2 separate regions of the Pan troglodytes genome follow, and region 1 is linked to region 2. The links are chromatin contacts, called in public HiChIP or PLAC-seq maps. All regions are on one chromosome and are shown on one strand. Each heading gives the region's core, a stretch centred on a gene start, on an enhancer-like site or on the middle of the called end of the contact. The rest is flanking DNA. Distances are from core to core; before and after follow the strand shown. Region 1 holds the start of WDR55 (WD repeat domain 55). Region 2 holds the start of EIF4EBP3 (eukaryotic translation initiation factor 4E binding protein 3).

Region 1 (4,211 bases), core at 885-3,384, 120 kb before region 2:
TTTCCACTGCCTCTAACCTGTATCTTTTGTTCAAAATCAAACATGTATTGAGCATCTACCCTAGACTAGAGGTTGGAGATAAAATAGAGAACAAAACCGATGACAGATTACACTCCAGAACAGTGTTTTTTCACATTCTAGTCATATAACGGACTAGTAAGCTACAATCAGCATTTTGTGTACATGTACAAATAGAATAAAATCAGAAATTGTATCACAGAGCATCATATATAATGTAAAAGGTATTTCTCTGTGAGGCAAGGTCAAAGACGTTTGAGAAACATTAGTGAAGGAGACAGCATTCAAATAATTACACAAATGGACATATGGTTACCAACCATTCATTAGTAAGGGAAAGGTACCATGGCACCTGGTGCCATGGCAGCATCTAACAGGTAACCAATTTTAGTCTGGGGAGAGAGGAAGAGGGAAGAGATCCTGGAAACTCAGAGATAGTAGGTAAAAGTGAGGGGAAAGGAGTTTTCCAGACAGAATAGCACATGCAAATGGGCTGAGGTTTCAAGATTTTTTTTTTTTTTTTTTTGAGATGGAGTTTTGCTCTTGTTGCCCAGGCTGGAGTGCAATGGCACGATCTCGGCTCACTGCCACCTCCGCCTCCCTGGTTCAAGCGATTCTCCTGCCTCAGCCTCCCGAGAAGCTGGGATTACAGGTGCCCGCCACCACACCCAGTTAATTTTTCTATTTTTAGTAGAGACAGGATTTCACCATGTTGGCCAGGCTGGTCTCTAACTCCTGACCTCAGGTGATACCCCACCTTGGTCTCCCAAAGTGCTGGGATTACAGGCATGAGCCACCATGCCTGGCCCAAGACGTATTTTTAAAAGGTATGGATGAATGAGCACAGATGGTCAGGGCGTTGAAGGCAGGATTGAGAAATTTGTACTAAATCCTAAAAGCAGACCATTGAAGGGTTTTAATCAAGGGAGTGTCTCACTCTATTGTCCAAGCTGGAGTGCAGTGGCACGATCTTGGCTCACTGCAACCTCCACCGCCCGAATCCAAGTGATTCTTCTGCCTCAGCCTCCCGTGTAGCTGGGATTACAGGCCCGCGCCACCACACCGGGCTAATTTTTGTATTTTTAGTAGAGACGGGGTTTCACCATGTTGAACAGGCTGGTCTCTAGCTCCAACCTCAGGTGACCCGCCCACCTCGGCCTCCCAAAGTGCGGGTATTACAGGCGTGAGCCAAGATTTGTGGTTTGAAAAATCACTTAAAAGGGCCTGCTGAGCCTGTCTCGGGCACAATATAATAATCCGGTAGGAGTCCGGGCACGGTGGTTTACGCCTGTAATCCCAGCACTCTGGGAGGAAGGCAGGTGGATCACGAGGTCAGGAGTTCAAGACCAGCCTGGCCAAGATGGTGAAACCCCGTCTCTACTACAAATACAAAACAAATTAGCCGGGCGTGGTGGCGGGCGCTTATAATCCCAGCTACTTGGGAGGCTGAGGAAGAGAACTGCTTGAACCCGGAGGGGGGAGGTTGCAGTGAGCCCAGATCGCGCCACTGCACTCCAGCCTCGGCGACAGAGCGAGACTCCGTCTCAAAAATAAATAGGTAAGTAAATAAATAATAATCGGTGGGAAATAACAAGGCCTTAAAGGGCTTTTTGTCCTACTATGGTATCTGGGCTCTGTCACGACATTCCAGTTCTTTCAACAGATTGGTGTGATAGAAGAGCCGAATGTTACTGAATGAATTGGACCCAAAGAATCTTGCAAAATTTGTCTCCCTGCAACTTTCTCTCCTCTCTCCTGTTCCCAGGTCCACCCCCGGGAAGCTTCCAGACCCGGCGCCCCCGGCCCTGCCCCGCTCTCACACGAATACGTCCCCGTCCACGTCCCCTGCAGCCAGTAGATCACGGGCCGGATGGAACGCCAGCCCACTAGCAGGAGCTTCCAGCACGATGTCTTCCGGAGTGTCCCGGATCCGGGTTGGGGCTTCCATGGAGTCTGGGTCCTCTTCGTCGCTCCCATCCTCAGCGGGCCTCTCCTCACAAGTGCGGTCCATGCTGAGAAGGACTGCGAGCCGCACCGCCGCAGGGTAGTCAGCCTCGGAACCACCCACACTGCGGGAGGAGTAGCCTGGCACTCCGCTTCCGCCTCGGGGGGCGGGGCCGGAAGTGTCTCCGGGACGTTCTTCCTCTTACAGGAGAGGTGGGTGGGCCGCTGCTGGTGCGGGTGGAGCGGAGCGAAGAGACCGCATCTGGGAGATCTGCTACTTCCTTGTCCTGCTGTGACCCCGTTTGGGCTAGGTAGACGGTGCGACCGTCAATTCCCTCCCTAGTCACGTCACGTAAAGTTGGGAACTGCGTGTAAATCTTTCCTCTCCTACTTCATCCAGACAGGCTTAATGCCCTTGGGATAGGAGAGAAGGGACCAAGTCCTTCGTGGCTTGGTGAAACCCAAGATCAAGTCAAGCGACAGCCTGGGCTGTCAGGAAGCCGCAAAATCCCACGCTGCGCGATGACATACGGGAGTCTTGGACAGCAGGCAGCTCAAGCAGCTGGTGTCCACGCCCCTAACGTCTTTGTGGCCAGTTTGCTGTGCCAGTTCCTACAATTTGTCTACAGAAACTCAATGGGCTGGACAAGCAGTGCTCAGTTACCAAGAATTTTTTTTTCTTTTGCTTTGTTTTGAGACAGGGTCTTGCGCTGTCGCGCAGGCTGGAGTGCAGTGGCACGATCACCGCTCGGCTCAAGCGATCCTCCGAGTAGCTGGAACTACAGGCACGCGGCACCACGCCTGGCTAATTTTTATTTATTTATTTATTTATTTGTTTGTTTATTTATTTATTGAGACGGAGTCTCGCCCTGGCTGGAGTGCAATGGTGCGATCTCGGCTCACTGCAACCTCCGTCTCCCGGGTTCAAGAGATTTTCCTGCCTCTGCCTACCGAGTAGATGGGACTACAGGCGCATGCCACCACGCCCAGCTAATTTTTTGTATCTTTAGTAGAAACAGGGTTTCACCATGTTGGCCAGGCTGGTCTCAAACTCCTGACCTCGTGATCCGCCCGCCTTGGCCTCCCAAAGTGCTGGGACTACAGGCGTGAGCCACCGCACCTGGCCAATTTTTGTATATTTTGTAGAAACGAGGACTCAGTATGTTGCCCAGGCTGGCCTTAAACTCTTGACGTGTCTTCCCACCTCAGCCTCCCAAAGTGCTAGGATTATAGGCGTGAGCCACGGCGCCCGGCCCCTGAATTTCTTTTTTTAAATCAAGGTCTTGCTCTGTCACCCAGGCTCAGAATGCAGTGGTGTGATCATAGCTCACTACAGCCTTGAACTCTTCGGTTCGATCCTCCTGCATAGCTATAGACTCATGAACTCCTGGCCTCAAGAGACTCTCCTGCTTTGGCCTCCCAAAGCACTGAGACTGTGGGCATGAGCCATCGAGCCTGGCCTCAGAAACTGAATTTCAAACCAACAATCTCCAGGTCTTGCTTTTAGTGACTCTCCAGATGTCTTCACCTGTGCCATGTCTCTGTGACCATTTTTAATAATTGGGACTGCTGCCTACCTACATCCATAGAACCATGGTGACATTTGTCTGAAATTAGCCATTCTAGGTGCTATTGCAGCAAGGCCCAATTTCAGCCTCTTACATGCCATGCACAATACTGGCTTCCTCACAAAAACCTGTCCTACCAAGGTGAATATAATCAAAGACAAGGTAATGGCTAAGGTGACTTTCTAGCTTTCTTGGATCTGGTGAGGCCACAAATCTTGGGCTCAGGGTAGACAGTGGCAGCGTGGCATCCAGCCAGGAAGCAGTGGTGACACCTAATGATGAGCACCAGACCAAAGTGCTGGTAATGAGCAGAAGGGAAGAAAAGGGAAGGGAATGGTGTGATTCAAAGGTCAACAGACCTATTCTGGGCCTTGGCAAATGTTTCAGGGTGATGAAGGGCACCAAACCCTTCTGGTCTAGGATAGGAATTCCTGTACCTGCAGGGCCACACTATATCAGCTCTAAACCCGAAGCACTTCCCTAAGGTTACACCTTTAGCCAAGGAGACAGTGATTTGTACTCAACATTAATAAAGCTCATAGGACATAAACTCATAAAAGGTTTTGGTTCCCACCCATAAGTGATTTTCATTAGATGCCTTCATCCAGAGCCCAGTCCTTCATAGCCTGGAGATCAGATTAGCAGCCCATCAGGCTGACAGCAATCCCCAGGAAATCTTTC
Region 2 (4,432 bases), core at 53-2,552:
GTCCGGGCAATGGGTGAGTTCTTGCACTCCAGCAGGAACTTTCGGTCGTAGATGATCCTGGTGCCTGTCAAGGGGTTGGGACTGAGGTAAGAGTCAGGAGCTTGGGTACCGAGATGACTGGGGTCCCAGACTCAGGCCTTTTGGGGCCTGGAGGTAAGGGTGGTGTCGAATTTCCCTGTGCATCAAAGGACATCTGCTCTGAAGCCCAGCTAGGTTCTCAGCAGACAAGCCTTCATAGTGCTTAAAATCTTCCAGACCTAACCAAGATGTGGGTATAAAGCAAGGGGGGCATCTCAGCTGGTATAGGCAGGGGCTTTATGTTTGGGAGAGCTTCAGATCTTGGCTCTAAGAGGAACACCAAACTTTGAGTTCAGGTACTTCATGCTGCTCCTCTACCACTCTGAAACCTCTTTGCTTTGGTCTCACCAGTGAAGGTGAGACCTAGACTAACAGCCTCAGGTGGTTCAAGAAGTGAAATAGCAGTTGTGAAGGGTTCCACCCAGTGCTGTCACCTGGGCTATCTCCTGCAGGGAGGAGAAACGTACTGTTCTAATCCTGACCCCTCCCAGGTCCTATAAGGTTCACACTAGCTCAGAGGAACTTGGCCCGCATAATGTCCTCAAAGGGCCCTGCCCTGTTCCTCCCCTCCGCTTCCGCGTGGCAGTAATCCCTGGGTCGGGAGCCCAGCAGCTCGTGATCCCAGGCTGCTCGCCCAACCAAACAGACGCCAGCCAGCAGCACATAAACGGAGCAACTGCCCCAACTGTTCTAACTACTCCACTTCTCAAGACCCGGTGCTTCCGGCTGAGGTCACGCTCAGTAGGGGGCCCTGGCCCCTATTCCTAGGAAGCAAAGTCGCGAGGGGTAAGGAGCGTGTGTAAGGCGCCAAGAACCCAGGCCACAGTGAAGGATTACATCCCAAACACCCGGAAGCTAGGCTCATGGCCTTGTTGCATCACTTATAAGTTTTTGGGAACTGAGCTTCCGCTCCATTCTCCCCCAAAGCTACAACCTGTAGAGGGGCCTGCGGACAAGTCTTAGGCCTCTCCCTCCCCTACCCCCGCCCCGCAACAACACGCATGCGCTGATATGTCCGCAGCCTGCGGACCCCTGCCCGGCCCGCTGACCTCCGGGGGTAGTGGCGTATAGCGTGCCCCCCGGCGTGGTGCTGTAGCAGTCGGGCAGCTGGTCCCGGCCCCCGGGAATCGGGCAGCTAGTGGACGTTGACATAGCGAGCGGGAGGAGCAGCAAAGTAACCGCCTGGCGTTGAGGTCGAGGAGCGCAGCTCTGAGTCTGAGGCGGACTCAGCCGACCACGTGCAGCTGCTGGCAACAACACTAGAACAACGTCACGCCCAGGGCGGGCCACCGGCCGTCACTCAACCCGACGGTCCCGCCCTATCTGCTAGGAAGCCAGCCCGGTTCAGAGAAAGCTGGAAATGCGTCCAAAGTCCCAGGCCCCACACCGGCTTCCAGTTCCTGCTGGCCCAGCGCTGGCCAACCTGCCTGAGTGCTGCAGCAGCTCAGCTATTTACTGTTTATAGCCGGGAGCTGGGGGCAGGTGAAGTAGGGCAAGCGTTTTTATCCTGTATTAGTTCACCCATTCCTCGCCAACTTTTGGATAGTAAAGCACTATGATTAGCCAAAGTCACACATCTTGCAGGAAGGGAAGCTGGGATTCAAATCTGACTGCATCTGATTCCAGGACTGTGCCCTTAAGCCCAGCTGTGTACTGCCTCCCATAAACAGTAACAGTACAAGGCCGGGTGCGGTGGCTCACGGCCTGTAATCCCAGCACTTTGGGAGGCTAAGGCGGGTGGATAGCTTGAGCCCAGGAGTCTGAGACCAGCCTGGGCAACATGGTGAAACCTAGTCTCTACTAAAAATACAAAAATTAGCCGGGTGCGGCAGCATGCGCCTGTAGACCCAGCTACTCGGGAAGCTGAGGTGGAAGGATAGGTTGAACCCAGGAGGCGGAGGTTGCAGTGAGCGGAGATTGCACCACTGCACTCCAGCCTGGGTGACACAGCGAGACCCTGTCTCAAAACAAACAAAAACAGTACGGGGTGAAACATGCCTTGATGGCCTGGAGCACAGCAGGAAGGGGAAGGTCAGTGAGGGCTGGTCATCTTTCTGAAGAAGTGGTACCTGGACTAATAAAAGGATGAGTCAAGTTTGGGGGCTACAGCTGAGGCATCACCAGTCAGAAGGCCTGCCCTTTGATCTCTTTGCCAGTTAACTAAGGAGGGGCAGGGGGCTAGTGAGGAGAGCTTGGTCTTTAGAAGGAAAGAAAGGTCAGAGAGTTTGGCCTTGGAGTTTTTTTTGTTTTGTTTTGTTTTGTTTTATGTAGACACAGTGATATGACAGGCTGGAGCAAGGTGGTGGGATTGGTGAAGATGTATATACGCTGGAAATCTTGAATTCATCAGGCTGTCCTGTTTGGCTTCCTCAAAATCAATACTGCCTCCACTGTCCCTTCCCCTCACCAAAAATTAAGTATAGACCACCTGACTGCATCCATTTATCAATATTAACTCATCTCTGGCTTCATCAGATTTCTCCTTAGGTCTGATTTCTTCACTCATTTAAAAAAAGATTGCTTCTCAAACTATTTATTTTCTGAGATAGGGTTTTGCTCTGCTGCCTAGGCTGGAATGCAGTGGTGTAATCTCAGCTCACTGCAAACTCTGCCTCCTGGGCTCAGGCCATCCTCCCACCTCAGCCTCCTGAGTAGCTGGGACCACAGGTGCCCACCACCACACCGGGCTAATTTTTGGATTTTTTGTAGAGACAAGGTTTCACCATGTTGCCCAGGCTGGTCTCGAACTCCTGAGCTCAAGTAACCTATCTGCCTCGGCCTCCCAAAGTGCTGGTAAGTGTGAGCCACCACACCTGGCCAGCTTCTCAAACTTTAATGTGCATACAAATCATCTGGAGATATTGTTAAAATGATAATTCTGATACAGTATTGGTCTGGGTGAGATTTTGGATTTTTTTTTTTTTTTGACACACGGTCTCACTGTCACCCAAGCTGGAGTGTAGTGGTACAATCATGGCTCACTGCAGCCTCAACCTCCTGGGCTCAGGTGACCCTCCCACTTCAGTGTCCTGAATAGCTGGGACACAGGTGCATGCCACTGTACCTGGCTAATTTTTAAATTTTTTGTAAAGGCGGGGTCTCACTATGTTGCCCAGGCTGGTCTCAAACTCGTAGGCCCAAGCGATCCTCCCAAACAGGCATCCTCCGAAACAAGAATTACAGGCATGAGCCACCGTGCCCAGCCAATTGTGGATTTTTTTTTTTTTTTTTTTTTGAGATGGAGTTTTGCTCTTGCCGCCCAGGCTGGAGTGTAATGGCATGATCTTGGCTCACCGCAACCTCCGATTCCCAGATTTAAGCGATTCTCCTGCCTCAGCCTCCTGAGTAGTTGGGATTACAGGCATGTACCACCACACCCAGCTAATTTTGTAATTTTAGTAGAAACAGAGTTTCTCCATGTTGGTCAGGCTGGTCTTGAACTCCCGATCTCAGGTGATCAGCCTGCCTCAGCCTCCCAAAATGCTAGGATTACAGGCATAAGCCACCACACCTGGCTGATTTTTTTTTTTTTTAAGATGGAGTCTTGCTCTGTCACCCAGGCTAGAGTTCAGTGGCATGATCTCAGCTCACTGCAACCTCTGCCTCCTGGGTTCAAGCGATTCTCCTGCCTCAGCCTCCTGAGTAGCTGGAATTACAGGAACCCACCACCGCACCCGGCTAATTTTTTGTATTTTTAGCAGAGATCAGGTTTCACTATGTTGGCCAAGCTGGTCTCGAACTCCTGATCTCCAGTGATCTGCCTGCCTTGGCCTCCCAAAGCGCTGGAGTTACAGGCATGAGCCACCGGGCCTGACTGCAATTGTGAATTTTTAATACAGTAATGCAAACGCTTCAGGGCCTCAGAAACACACTTCAGGTATCAAGGGTATGTATATTTTATTGTCCCGAAAAGGATTTTGAGTATCTTACAAAATGGTGCATGCCAAAATGAAGTGTCTTAGCAGTGCTGGAGGGTAAAGCTTGGGGACAGATTGTAGTGAATCATTTATGATAACTAACCTTTTATGCAAGGTGAGGAAGTGTCTGACAGGGGGAATGGGAGAATAGGGTGGAGGATGGTGAGATTTGAGGGTAGAGTCCAGTCTAGTGAAACCAGGTGGGCAAACGGGCGATGGCTGTGAGGATGGAGAGAAGTGGATGAGATTCAGATACACAGAGGAAGAATAAAGTGACTGATTAAGAGTGGGGTGAGGGAAAGTGTAAACTAGGATAATTTTCAGTCTTTTGGCTTGAGAGTCTTGGTGGCTAGTAGCACCAACTAATATGATAGGGAAAACAAGAAGAGCAGCATATCTTATATGAGGGAATGAATAATATGTGTTCAGATGGAGCA

Evidence for each region. HiChIP or PLAC-seq counts read pairs in DNA pulled down with a chosen protein or histone mark.
Region 1: a contact with region 2 is called in an H3K4me3 HiChIP or PLAC-seq map of stem cell-derived excitatory neurons, with 3 times the contacts expected there. The contact joins the promoter of WDR55 here to the promoter of EIF4EBP3 in region 2. A contact is called at or near these places in 1 of 7 Hi-C or Micro-C datasets (stem cell-derived neural progenitor cells) and 1 of 1 datasets of contacts at active chromatin or transcription factors (stem cell-derived excitatory neurons).

The regions. Positions count from the first base shown.
Region 1 is chr4:138,378,012-138,382,222 of NHGRI_mPanTro3-v2.0_pri, reverse strand. It overlaps WDR55 (WD repeat domain 55), which reads right to left and starts at 2,134. Exons shown (of 8, transcript XM_024356755.3): 1 at 1,839-2,134. The coding sequence starts at 2,029.
Region 2 is chr4:138,259,519-138,263,950 of NHGRI_mPanTro3-v2.0_pri, reverse strand. EIF4EBP3 (eukaryotic translation initiation factor 4E binding protein 3) reads right to left here and starts at 1,302. Exons shown (of 3, transcript NM_001204162.1): 1 at 1,128-1,302; 2 at 1-64. The coding sequence starts at 1,230.